Linked DNA regions of Sus scrofa: region 2 is linked to region 1. A link is a contact called in public HiChIP or PLAC-seq data. All regions are on one chromosome and are shown on one strand. The core of a region is the stretch at or near the end of the contact, and the rest is flanking DNA. Distances in the headings are between cores, read along the strand shown.

Evidence for each region. HiChIP or PLAC-seq counts read pairs in DNA pulled down with a chosen protein or histone mark.
Region 2: a contact with region 1 is called in an H3K27ac HiChIP or PLAC-seq map of skeletal muscle. The contact joins the enhancer-like site here to the promoter of PKIG in region 1. A contact is called at or near these places in 1 of 5 promoter capture datasets (fetal liver), 8 of 47 Hi-C or Micro-C datasets (embryonic fibroblasts, fetal heart ventricle, fetal skeletal muscle and 5 more) and 1 of 2 datasets of contacts at active chromatin or transcription factors (skeletal muscle).

The regions. Positions count from the first base shown.
Region 1 is chr17:46,927,715-46,934,798 of Sscrofa11.1, forward strand. It overlaps PKIG (cAMP-dependent protein kinase inhibitor gamma), which reads left to right and starts at 5,792. Exons shown (of 5, transcript NM_214371.1): 1 at 5,792-5,819.
Region 2 is chr17:47,000,465-47,006,605 of Sscrofa11.1, forward strand. The region is part of intron 1 of PKIG (cAMP-dependent protein kinase inhibitor gamma); the gene reads left to right. It overlaps LOC106506688 (a long non-coding RNA gene), which reads right to left. Exons shown (of 4, transcript XR_002340045.1): 4 at 3,692-3,777. Among named protein-coding and RNA genes, the nearest start is that of ADA, 69 kb to the right of the region's middle. Within about 2 kb of position 4,222, at least 46 of the 83 cell types and tissues checked have an H3K27ac peak or open chromatin away from gene starts, as enhancers often do. A contact at or near this core is called in embryonic fibroblasts, fetal liver, retroperitoneal adipose tissue and 2 more, where this site is marked.

The DNA.
Region 1 (7,084 bases), core at 4,542-7,041:
AATGCCAGATCTGAGCCACATCTGCAACCTATGCCACAGCTTGTAGCAGCGCCCGATCCTTAACCTGCTGAGGGAGGTCAGGGATCAAACCTGAATCCTCATGGTTCTTAACCTACTGAGCCACAATGGGAAATGCAGTTTTTTGTTAGTTTTTAAAAAACTTCGTTGAGGTATAGATTTACAGTGTTGTGTTAATTTCTTTTTCTTTGTCTTTTTGCCATTTCTTGGGCTGTTCCTGCGGCATATGGAGGTTCCCAGGCCAGGGGTCTAATCGGAGCCATAGCCACCAGCCTACGCCAGAGCCACAGCAACGCAGGATCCGAGCCACGTCTGCAACCAACACCACAGCTCACGGCAACGCCGGATCGTTAACCCACTGAGCAAGGGCAGGGACCGAACCCGCAACCTCATGGTTCCTAGTCGGATTCGTTAACCACTGCGCCACGATGGGAACTCCTGTGTTAATTTCTTTTATACAGTGAAGTGACTCAGTTATACATATACACATATCCATTCCCATGTAGATTGATCACAGAATGTTGAGTAGAGTTCCCCTGTGCAGCAGGGGAACTGTTCCCCATACAGCAGGTCCCCATTGACCAGCCATTCCATATATAATAGTGTGGATATGCCAATCTCAAATTCCCAGTCCTTCCCTCGCCCTCCCCCTTCCTCTTTGGTAACCGTAAGTTTGAAGTCTGTTTTGTAAATAAGCTCATTTGTATCATTTTTTTAGATTCCACATGTGATATCATATGATATTTGTCTTTCTCTGACTTACTTCACTTAAAATGGTAATCTCTAGGTTCATCCATGTTGCTGCAAATGGCACTATTTCATTCTTTTTATAGCTTAGTAATATTCCATTGCATATGTGTACCACATCTTTACCCATTTCTCTATAGATGGACATTTAGGTTGCTTCCATGTGTTGGCTATTGTAAGTAGTGCTGCCATGAAAATCAGGGTGCATGTATGTTTTCTTCTTTTTTTATTTTTAATGTTTTAATTGAAGTATAGTTGATTTACAATGTTGTAATAATTTCTGCTGTACAACATAGTGACTCAGTTAATTATGTACACCCATCCATTCTCTTTTGGGTTCTTTCCCCCCATGGATTATCACAAAATATAGGGTAGAGTTCCCTGTGCTATACAGCAGGTCCCCATTGGCCAATCACTCCGCATACCTCAGTGTGCATATGCCAGTCCCACACCCCCAGTCCATCCCAAGAGTGATACACTTTAAATTTGTAGAGAAGTGATAAGATAAGGGAAGGAAGCTTATGGATTTTAGGGTACAGCTTGTGGGAAGGACAATATAAGAAACTAATAGAAAATAAGAGTTGTTTTAGTAAGGTTTGTTTTGTAGATCTTCTCACTGGTAAGAGTCTACCTAGATGTGTCTCCTGTGATTAATTTTTTTTTTTTTTTGTCTTTTTGCCTTTTCTTGAGCTGCTCCCACAGCATATGGAGGTTCCCAGGCCAAGGGTCTAATCGGAGCTGTTGCTGCTGGCCTACGCCAGAGCCACAGCAACTCGAGATCTGAGGTGCGTCTGCCACCCACACCACAGCTCATGGCAATGCCGAATCCTTAACCCACTGAGCAAGGCCATGGATTGAACCTGCAACCTCATGGTTCCTAGTGGGATTCGTTAACCACTGTGCCACAATGGGAACTCCACCTGTGGTTAGCTTCTGCTGTGTTTAACTTTGGCCTTCCTGGTTGAGAGGAGATGGGAGCCACCTTCACAAAGGGACATTTATAGGGAGAGGGCACAGAGCTTTTCTGTGTCTCCTCAGTTGTCTCCAGCTGGAAATTCTCCATATGCTAAAGTGGCATATGTAAGGGTAGAATAATCTGATCACCTACACTCCTATATATTGTTTGAAAAGATAACGCATGTACTTGATTTTTTTTTTAAATACTGCATAAAAAAACATACAGTGGGCCTTCTCATTGTGGTTTAGCAGGTTAAGAACCCAACTAGTATCTATGAGGATGCGGGTTCGATCCCTGGCCTTGCTCAGAGGGTTAAGGATCCAGCATTGCCACAAGCTGTGGCATAGTTCACAGATGCGGCTCCGATCGGGGGTTGCCGTGGCTGTGGCATGGTGGCTACAGCTCCAATTTGACCCCTAGCCTGGGAATATCCATATGCTGCAGGTGTGCCCCTAGAAAGACAAAAAACAAACAAAAAATACAGTGCAGGCGTTCCCATCGTGGCTCAGTGGTTAACGAATCCAACTAGGAACCATGAGGTTGCAGGTTCGATCCCTGGCCTTGCTCAGTGGGTTAAGGATCCGGCTTTGCCCTGAGCTGTGGTGTAGGTTGCAGACACAGCTCGAATCCCACTTTGCTGTGGCTGTGGCGTAGGCCGGTGGCTACAGCTCCGATTAGACCCCTAGCCTGGCAACCTACATATGTTGTGGGAGTGGCCCTAGAAATGGCAAAAAGACAAAAAAAAAAAAAAAAATTACAGTGAAAACGTATTAGCTTACTCGTCTCCATCTCCTAGATTTCTTTTCAGAGTTCATGTATGCACATACCAGCAATGTATGTCTCATACACTCTTTTTACTCACAGTTGCATTCCAACCATGTGGGTTTGCACATTGCTTATTTCACTTAACTTTTCATTCATTCAGGAAATATTTACCAAGCTCTTGTTATGTGCCAGGCACTGTTCCCACTGTTGAGAAAACAACAGGGAACAAATAAAATGCTTGCCCTTAAAAGAATCTATGCTGTAGTAGTGAAAGGAGCCAAGTGACAAACATATAGAATTACATCAGATACTGACAAAAGCTATGAAGAAAAATAAAATGGGAGAGGAGAAGACAGAATTGATGGGGTCTGCTACTTAATTTTTTTAAAATTTATTTTATCAAAGTGTCGTTTTTTAAAAAAATGAAAGTTGAGAGTTAAATTTTATTTCGGGCAACATTAGGACATAAGTCCAGGAGACAGCATCTCAGGTAGCTCTGAGAAAAACTCTCCTGGGAGGTGAGTTGGGGAACTAGGATGTGTAGGAGTTTTTGCAACAAAGGGCAGGTAGCAGGAACAAAAGAGGTCTGGTCTTTGATATGCACCTCAGCTATGGGGGCCAATAATCCTGAGTTTTCACAGCTCTAGGGGCTCATCAGCTCATCCTTGGAGGTGGCTGCATTCTCAGATGACTGTGACATCCTTTGTTTTGTCCACTTAACTAGAGCCCAAAGAGGAAACAGTGACTATCAGGACATGTGTGATAAAGGGGAGGGGGAGGGGCATGCAGCCAGGCACACACATCACAGAAGTTTGCTGCTGGTCTCTTGAAGGCTCCTGTCAGTCACAAGGAGCAGACATCACCACGAAGGCTTTTAGTGTTTTTCTAGGTATGAGGAGATGCAAGAATTGGGCACATAAAATCTTCTCTGGAAACTATCTGACTCTCTGAGGATCTGTTCTTCCAGTTTTCCCAGGGCATAGAGTGCTTCATTCCTGATTTTCACCCTGCGCTCTGCTCGGGGGGTGCTGCGGGTCAGCAGCTGCAGTGGCTCATGATTAAATCCAAGTAGAGGCAGATGGCATGTGATGGCAATTGTCAACCTCTGGTTCACAGAAGTGCAGCTGATTTACAATATCATGTTAGTTTCAGGTGTACATCACAGCAATTCCGTTACACGCATACAAATATTCTTTTTCAGGTTTCTTTCCCCTCATTCAGGTTATTACAAAATATTGACTCTAGTTCCCTGTGCTTGCGACTCTAAGTAGTGTAGTCAGGGCAGGTCTTTTTGAAGACTTGACATTTGAGCAGAAATCTGAAGGAAGTGAGGATGCAAGTCATGGAGATATCTGGAAGAAGAGTGGTCCCAGCATGGAACAGCAAGAGGAAAGGCCCTGAGATAGAAGGATGCTTAACCTAGAAACCTCAAAGCCTGGTGGCTGGAGCATGGAGAAGAAAATGGTGAGAGGTGGGACTGAACAGGCATCCAGGGCAGTAGTTCACTTGCGGATCTGTTGTTGACCATAGTAACTCCAGATTTTGTTCAGCACACTTCAAGCTTTTAAACAGGGGAAAGATGTGATCATGTTTACATTTCAAGAGGATCATTTTGGCTACTGAGTGGAAAAAAGACTGGGGCAGGGTTGGAAGATAGAGTAGAAGCAACGACAGGGCTAGTCCGGAGACTCTTGCTGTGTGCAGTGAAAAATATTGCCTGCCATAGCAGTAAACAAAGGACTTTGCAGCCATCAAGCCACTACAGCCACCTGGCACAGTGAGCCCTGAGGGAACTCAGGATGGAGATAGTCACCCCCAGCTGTGCACCCTGAGGGGACTGCGGATGGAGAGAAGCAGGATACTGGTCCTAGACAGATAAGGTGCTTATCAAAGGAATGATTTCAGTGAGCCCAGAATCTTGCATCCTCCCATACACAGAAAAGCTCTAAATTCCTTAACTTGAGCCATCCGGTTTTCTTTAATTAACAGTCATCTTTGTTGCAAAAACTCATATATTTTGGTTCCTTCCTTATCTCTTCGGAATAGTCTCTAAGAACCAGCTGAGAGGCTGTGTCCTGGGCTTAAGTCCTCAGTTTCGTCAGCCAGATAAAACATAATTCTTTTTTTTTTTTTTTTTTTTTTTTTTGTCTTTTTGCTGTTTCTTTGGGCCACTCCCGCAGCATATGGAGATTCCCAGGCTAGGGGTCCAATCGGAGCTGTAGCTGCCAGCCTACGCCAGAGCCACAGCAACACGGGATCCAAGCTGCGTCTGCAACCTACACCACAGCTCACGGCAACGCCGGATCCTTAACCCACTGAGCAAGGGCAGGGATCGAACCCGCAACCTCATGGTTCCTAGTCGGATTCGTTAACCACTGCGCCACGACGGGAACTCCAGATAAAACATAATTCTTAAGTTTTTGGTTGTGCTTTTTTTTTTTTTTTTCCTTCAGTCAATGGCTGTATGCGTAGCTTGAAGATAAGTCTATTCTAAACTGTATCTACATCTATTTCAGTCCCTCTTAATTTTTTTTTTTTTTGTGGCAATCCATTTTATGGATGTACCATAATTTACCTAACCATTGTTGGTGGACGGTTAGACTGGTCTCGGCCTTTTTGCTGTCATACACAATGGAGCAATGAATACCTTTTATGCTCATGTTCCAATATTATCTGCAGGATTATTCCAGAAAATATAACTGCTGGTGTTAAAGTAAATTTTTTCTCATATTGAAATTAAATCTGGCGATCTCATGCTCACTGTCAGCCCAAAGAAACACGTTTTTTTGTTTTTTATTTTTTAAAAAATTCTTTGTCACACCACCAAGTTGGAAATTAGAGAGAGAGGCATGTGCCACCCCTCCCACATCAGTTTTCACGGCTTTAAATATCCCCAGTCTAGCAAGCTTCCGCCTGCGGCTCCAAATCTTCCCGGAATAGTCTCCATCTCAGGTGACAGAGAGAGAAACTGAGGCACAGGCAGGCTCTGAAACACAAGTCCTGCCCCTGCCCTGCTGTCCCCTTTCCACCCAACGTTTCCTTCCTTCTCTTTTCCCTCGGCGACAAGTTCCAGGCTGCCAGCCCCCACCCTGGGTTTCTCACCACTCAAAATCCCAACTGCCAGCCGCTTTCTCTCCTCCGCCCGCTCGGGGGCAGCGGCCGGGGCCGCGAAGTCTCCTGGTCCCCTCCGAGCCGCCGTAGCGCCAGCCTCGGGAGAGCGGCAGCTCCGGTTGCCAAGGCAACGTGCGCCGCTGAGCGCGGCCGGCGCCAGGCGGCCCTAGGGAGGCGCTGCGGGCCGGTGGCCCGGGCTCGGCTGGCGGCTGCACTGCAGGTGAGCAGGGGCCGGGAGGGTAGTCGCGGCCCAAACGCGCGTCTCCCGGCGTCGACTCGTCGCAGCAGGCGAGGGGCTGGGAGTCTGGGGACCCCAAGGAAGGAGACCGGGGCCTGACCTTTAAGCTCCCTGCCGGCGCCAGGGCGGCGCCCCCTCGTGCCCTTTAACCCTCGGCGTTGGTGTGGAGAGCGCTTTGGGATGTTTATTTGGGGGCTGTTGGCCTGATTTGAAAGTTTCTTAAAAAAAAAAAAAGCCATTCTTATTTGGGGATCGAGGAATAACTCGGAACTATAGAGAACGTGCTTCTGTGCGACTCTGGGGCCAGAGAGGATTGATTTCTTTGTGTATCAGTTTTCCCATCTGCAGAATGGGGATAATGAGAGCACCTGTCTTAGATGGTAATTATGAAGTATATTTAGATTTCAAATTCTTGCAGGTGAGTCCTCAATCCTTGGGAGCTTTTATTATTACTACCACTACTACTAGGAGGTCCATCATTGAGCATGTATTGTGTGCCAGGGCCTGGGCTGATGGCCAGGAGTAAAAAAGTGAATGAGACATCTTGTTCTCAGGGAACTCCACAGTTTTACCGTATAAATAGGAATTCATTGTGGTTCCAGCTTTGATTTTTGACATACTGGGGATTGTGAATATGCAGAGAAGTCAGTTCACCTAAATAGCTGGAGATGAGGTTGTGGAAAATGGTCAAAGAGAGATTCCAAAAGAAGATGACTTCCAAAATGAGACATGAAGGCTGCCTTTGTATCTGCTGGAAGATGAAGCTGGTGGAGTGCGTTCTGTTCTAGGTAGAGAGAACAGCCAGTGCAAGGTCTTGGGGTGAAAAATGCAGACTTCTTGGACATTTGCAAGGATTTCACAGCCTGGTTAGACCGATTGGAAGTGGTCTGGCTAGCTGTATTTGACAGATAAGCAGTTGCCCTTGTAAGTTTTGAGGCGTTTGGGCTTCTTTGTGGGGTCTAGTGGGGCGCACCAAAGGATTTAAATCAGGTGATGAATATGTATTGTGTGTGTTTGATCAGAGGTTTGGTTTTTTGTTTTTTCTCAGTCTCATCACTCCTCCAGGCTGTTTTTCACATTGCGGCTATTCATTTATGCAAAAAAAAATATTTTTCATCTTGCAAAAAAATATTTATTGAGTGTCTGCTGTGTGCCAGACACTGTGTTAAGTAGTAAGGAATACATGCCATGTCCTCGTGGCATGTATTCCACACATATTCAAAGATACTTTTGTGGAGACAAAAGCA
Region 2 (6,141 bases), core at 2,972-5,471, 71 kb after region 1:
GTTTCACAGGCATTTCTTTTTAAAAGGCTTTCATTTGTCTGAATCTTTTTTTCCTATGATGGAATCTGTTTTCTCTTTCAGTCTCTGTCATGCTGTTGGTTTTCCTCAAGTGCCCTGTGATGCTTTTTCCTTGTTGCTATTTGTAATCAATAATAGAAGCCTCCTTTAGAAGCCAGGCCTTGATTTCCTCTAGAATTGGTTGTCTGTTTGCCCCATAAACCTTAGCCCCACCTAGGAAGCTGCTGGAAGCTCTCTGTACCATGCTGAAGGGTTTAGGCACCTGAGACTGAGGGTCCTTCCAAGGTTAAAATAAGGATGCCCATTCTCTTACTGGAAGCCCTGGCTCACCCCAGGCAGATGAGTCAGCTTATTTGGAGAGCCCTCCTGTCCTCCTGGGGTCCTGCATAGATTCCTGACCCTCACTGTGCTGCAGGTGTGTAGTGGGCAGCTGACTGGCACAGGGCCTTCAGGGGGTCCCCTTATCTCCAGCCCTCTTCCTAAATCCTCTTGACGCGTGTTGTCTTCAGACTCAGAACCTCCCTGGGCTTCCACGTTTCCAGTGGTGCTTCCTGTCCCTGGGCTCTGGACTCCATCTTCTGTCATTATGCTTCTGTGAACTGTTTCTGTCTTTTAGAAATTATTTGGAATGAAATCTTTTGTTTTCTAATGATCCTGCCCAACGAGAGGGAAGGCCCAATTCATGGTTTAGAAGATGATAGTTTTTAAGTTTGAAAAAAAATTGCTTTACCCTAAGCCTGGACTATTTGGGGTCACATGTGCACATTTAGAAAATAGTTGTTGAGGGCATTCCCGTCATGGCTCAGCAGTTAACGAACCCAACTTGCATCCATGAGGACATGGGTTTGATCCCTGGCCTCGATCAGTGGGTTAAGGATCCAGCATTGCCGTGAGCTTGGTGTAGGTCGCAGATGCTGCTCAGATCCCAAGTTGCTGTGGCTGTGGCGTAGCCCAGAGGCTACAACTCCAGTTAGACCCCTAGCCTGGGAACCTCCATATGCCGTGGGTGGGTCCCTAAAAGGACAAAAACAGGCAGGCAGGCAGAAAGAGAAAAAGAAAGGAAGGAAGAAAGAAGAAAGGAAAATATTTCTTAGGTTCCCGTTGTGGTGCAGCAGAAACAATTTGACTAATGCCCATGAGGATGTGAGTTTGATCCCTGGCCTCACTCAGTGGGTTAAGGATCTGGCATTGTCGTGAGCTGTGGTGTAGGTCGAAGACTCGGCTTGGATCTGGCGTTACTGTGGCCGCGGTGTAGGCTAGCAGCTGTAGCTACGATTCGACCTCTAGCCTGGGAATCTCCATATGCTGCGCGGGTGTGGCCTTATAAAGACAAAAAAGACAAAAAAAAAAAAAAAAAAAGGAACCAGAGTTGCTTCGGCTCTGGTGTAGGCTGGCAGCTGCAGCTCTGATTGAAGCCCTAGCCTGGGAACCTCCACATGCCGCCAGTGCAGCCCTAAAAGAAAAAGAATTTGTTAAATGTCCCGCCCTGTTCCATTGAACTGGGAACACATGTTGTTGACCTCATGGAGCTTACGGTACATGTAACAGGTATGTAAAAGCACGTCTGTTAAGGGTTATGAGAGGCGAGATAGAGGGTGCAGGGTGCCGGGGGACCCCTACACCTGGGGAGCTCACCTGGCTCAGAGAAAAGGCCTCTAGAAGGAAGTGAGGTCTGCGGCTGAGAGGAGTGAACAAAGCAAGATGGAGGGGCCTTGTTTCAAAGTGCAGTGTCAGAGAGAGCCTCACACCCATGGAAGGATGGTCTGCTGACTCTTAGAGCACCAGGCTGTGTGCAGCCTCAGGAAATCCTCAGCCTTCCAGGGCCTGGCAGTGCCCATCTCAAAAGCGAGGAGACCACATCCTCTTTTCAGCTGTAAAAATCAACAAGTCTGAGATTGTCTAAAATTACGCCAAGAAAAGAGAGCCGTCTCTCCCATAATGGCCCCGTCTGAAACCCAGCTCTTGCTGGAGTTCCCCTTGTGGCTCAGCGGGTTGAGGACCCAGCATTATCTCTGTGAGGATGCAGATTTGATCTCTGGCCCTGCTTGGTGGGTTAATGATCCATCGTTGCCACAAGCTGCAGTGAAGGTCACAGACACAGCTCAGATCCGGTGTTGCCGTGGCTGTTGGTGTAGGCAGAGTGGGTTAATGATCGGGTGTTGCTGTGATGAGACCACTAGTCCAGGAACTTCCATATGCCGCAGGTGTGGCCCTAAAACAATAACAACAACAAAAGGTGAAACTCCTCTCTTGCTCATGCAAAGCAGGCCTTAAAAAAGGCTGAAAAAGGATTTCCCTTTGTGGCGCAGTGGAAACTAATCTGGCTAGTATCCCTGAGGATGTGGGTTCAATCCCTGGCCTCGCTCAGTGGATTGGGGATCTGGTGTTGCCATGAGCTATGGTGTACATCTCAGACGCAGTTCGGATCCCATGTTGCTATGGCTGTGGTGTCGGCTGGCAGCTGTAGCTCCGATTCAACCTCTAGCCTCGGAGCTTCCATATGCCACGAGCGTGGCCCTAAAAAGCAAAAAAAAAAAAAAAAAAAAAAAAAAAAGGCTGAAAAGCCCGAGGGGGTGGGGGCAGCGTGGTATCCTGTGAGCATCCATCTTCCAGGTACATTCTTCCTGGGATCAGGCTTCCCTTCCCCTGCCCGTGGAGAGCTGGCATACCACGTCCGTAGCAGTCCAGGGGGCCAGGAGGTGGAGCCTCAGAGCATCAAACCCTATAGAGAAAGCAGCCAACTCCAAAACTCCTCCCCCCAATGTTTACCAAACATTTGTCATCCTTTTTGAGGATAGAATCCCTCTCCCCCACCTCCCCAATGACTTAAGTTTCTGATTTCAGCCATCATTTTGAATGCAGGTGTGGTTCTTTCTGTGTCCACACCTCAGGAGGATAATAGGTTATTTCTGGTGGTAGAATGATGGGAGTCCTTCCTCCTTGTTTTTCTGTTCTTTTCTATTGCTCCACAATAAGCAAGTATGATTCTAATTGGGAAGGGAAAAAAATCTGCTTTGATTAAGTCGCAGTCCATATGTTTCTCCTTTAGTTAGAGCTAGAAAAAAACAGGGACCTTCCAGCTGTGTGGCAGGGGAACTAAGTAGGGTTTGAAATAGCATGACAGCTGAAGCCTGCTTTTGATAGCGTAAAAAGTTAATTGCATTTTACAGCAGGTGTTGGACTGGAAGGTGGGTTGTGGTGGCCAGAATTTATTCCCTCATACACTCCTTTCAGTAGCTCTCCAGCAGTTAGCAGCTGAACGAAGTACTCAGGTGTTGTGTCTGGAATGTACTCTTGTGTCAGGTGGAGATAGTATACCCAACTTGTTGGGATTAAATGAGATAATTTATATAGAACAGTTAGAATATTGCTTGGCATGTGATAATATTCAGTACAAGTTTTTGTTATAGATTTTTTTATTTTAATAAATCTTTCATAATATGTACAAAATGCTCATAAATTAGACATAGAGCTTTTACTTAGGAAGCTCAAATTCTAGCAGCAAAATAAGAGCTGCTCCAAAATAAATATACCTCGAAGGAGAAAAGGATAAGTTTCTTAAGAGAGAAGATGCTAGGGAAATTCAGAGTAGGAGAGCCTTTCCAGACTGGAGTTGAGGGGGAGGGAATTAAAGGCAGGCCTTGTTGCCAAGGGGCTGTCTGAGCCCTTCAGACCAGCTCTGCGCTTCTGAAGCCACCACAGTTGCCTTTATCATCAAATGGAACCGGTCCTGCTGGCTGTGAGGAACGGCCAGGTTTCCTGCAGGGTAGCATTTAAAAAGCAGTAAAGGGAGTTCCCGTTGTGGTTCAGTGCTAACCAACTTGACTAGTATCCATGAAGACTCGGGTTTGATCCCTGGCCCCACTCAGTGGGTTAAGGATCTGGCATTGCCTTGAGCTGTGGTGTAGGTCGCAGACACAACTCAGATCAGGTGTGGCTGTGGCTGTGGTATAGGCTGGCAGCTGCAGCTCTGACTGGACCCCTAGCCTGAGAACCTACATATGCACAAGTGCGGCCTTAAAAAAAATAAAATAAAAGGCAGTAGAATAAGTGACTGAGGAGGACAGGCCTGGTCCCAGACAGCCCCAGCTCAGAGCACAGGCCTCCTCAGTTACCCCAGGGGCCCTCTGAGCAGGCAGTTCAGCCTCTGCACATGGGTTTCCACAACTAAAGGGTGAGAATGTGAGTAACACTTCCTGTAGCAGATTCACGTAGGGATGACGTACAGTGGCGTTTACAGCACAGAGCGTGGCCCTGTCTCACAGAGTGTATCATCCACCGTGGTCAGAGAGGACAGAGTGAGTGTGCTGGTGCTGTCAGAGTTTCCTCTTGGTGGCTTCTGTCACAGATGGACCACAGATGCAGGGCAAGAGTTATAATCTTAAGAAAGCACTATCTTTGTTTTTAAGAATGGGCTCCTTACTAGTACTTTTGTTCAGAAAACAAAATGTGTTTCAGAGCGCTGAGGGTGATGTCAGTAAACTGACCTGTCAAGAGCCAGGCTGCATTTCCTGACGCCCACTCCCTTCTAGAATAAAGGCTAAAGGCGCAGCCACACAACACCCCGCCCCCAGGCCTCCACGCTGAGAACCGGCCTGACTGGGCTCCAGGACTTTGTTCCTTACTCACCCTGACCTCAGAAACACCAGCCCTTCTTTTGGCTTCCCGACATTCTTGACCTTACTCATTTGCTGTCACTTCATCCCCTGAGTCAGAATTTTTAAAAATAATGTCTTTAAGACGTGCCAGCTGGTTTTTGCAAGTTTTGGGTTTTTTTTGTTTTTTTCTTTGCTTTTTTTTAGGGCCACACCCGAGGCATATGGAGGTTCCCAGGCTAGGAGTTGAATGGGAGCTACAGCTGCCAGCTACACCCCAGCCACAGCAACTTGGGATCTGAGCCGCGCCTGCGACCTACACCACAGCTCACGGCAACGCCGGATCCTTAACCCACTGAACAAGGCCAGGGGTTGAACCCACAACCTCATGGTTCCTAGTAGGATTCATTTCCACTGTGCCACGACAGGAACTCCTTTTCCAAGTATTTTTGAATTTGTAGTATGTGAGGCACTTGAGCCACACAAGAACCTTGGGGGGTGAATGCTGTTATTGTTCTTATTTTATACTGGGGAACCAGGCCGAAGCAGTTAACTTGCCCAAGGTCCTATGCAGGTAGAAGGTACAGCGACAGGAAGGGACAGGCCTCTCCAGGCTCTTGCCTGCTGCTCTCTCTCTCTCTCTGTGGCTGACCAGGCTGGTGGTCTTCTTTTTTTTTTTTTTTTTTTTTTTTTGTCTTTTTAGGGCTGTTCCCACGGCATATGGAGGTTCCCGGGCTAGGGGTTTAATCAGAGCTATAGCTGCCGGCCTATACCACAGCCACAGCAACGCCAGATCTGAGCTGCACCTGCGACCTACACCACAGCTCACGACAACACCAGATCCTTAACCCACTGAGCGAGGCCAGGGATCGAACCCACAACCTCCTGGTTCCTAGTTGGATTTGTCTCCGATGTGCCACAACGGGAAGTCCTGGTGTTCTTTTAATTTCACTACAGTCCCTCAGCAACTTGCAGAAAAGCCTTCAAGTGGTGGACTCCCTCTTGGGATCTGGCCTGTTTGCTTGGACGTTTTCTGATTAACCTCAGCGTTTTCTGAGAACTAATTAAAATTCTTGTTAAGTCACAAACTACCAGGGCCTCCCCCGCATCTGTAAATAGCTTCTTTCCCAATAGAGCTCTTGGTCCCAGGCAGCTTTGAGGTCAATCAGCTCTGCCTCTTGTGGGGGGAGGGGCGATTGAAACCCCGACTTGCCTCAGGCCACACCGAGTTTTGGTAGAAAAGCAGGTTAGCGTGCTCTTACCTAGTGGCCAGAAGTGATTCCTGCAGGCAGTAGACTGCCTGCCTTTGCCTGTCCCAGGCCTGGTGGAACCCAGGAAAACTCTCTCCCCAACTCCTTCCCCACTTGGTTTAAGAAGCTTAGCCTGCTTGTCAAAGTGGAGATCATCCCATTTAGAAATAAGGGTCGGGCTTGGGGGAGTAACCATTTTGAGAAGTAGCGCCAGCCATTGTGTGGCCCATGTGCTGGCCTAAGGAGGAGCGAAACAGACTCCGTGTCCAAGGCTGGCC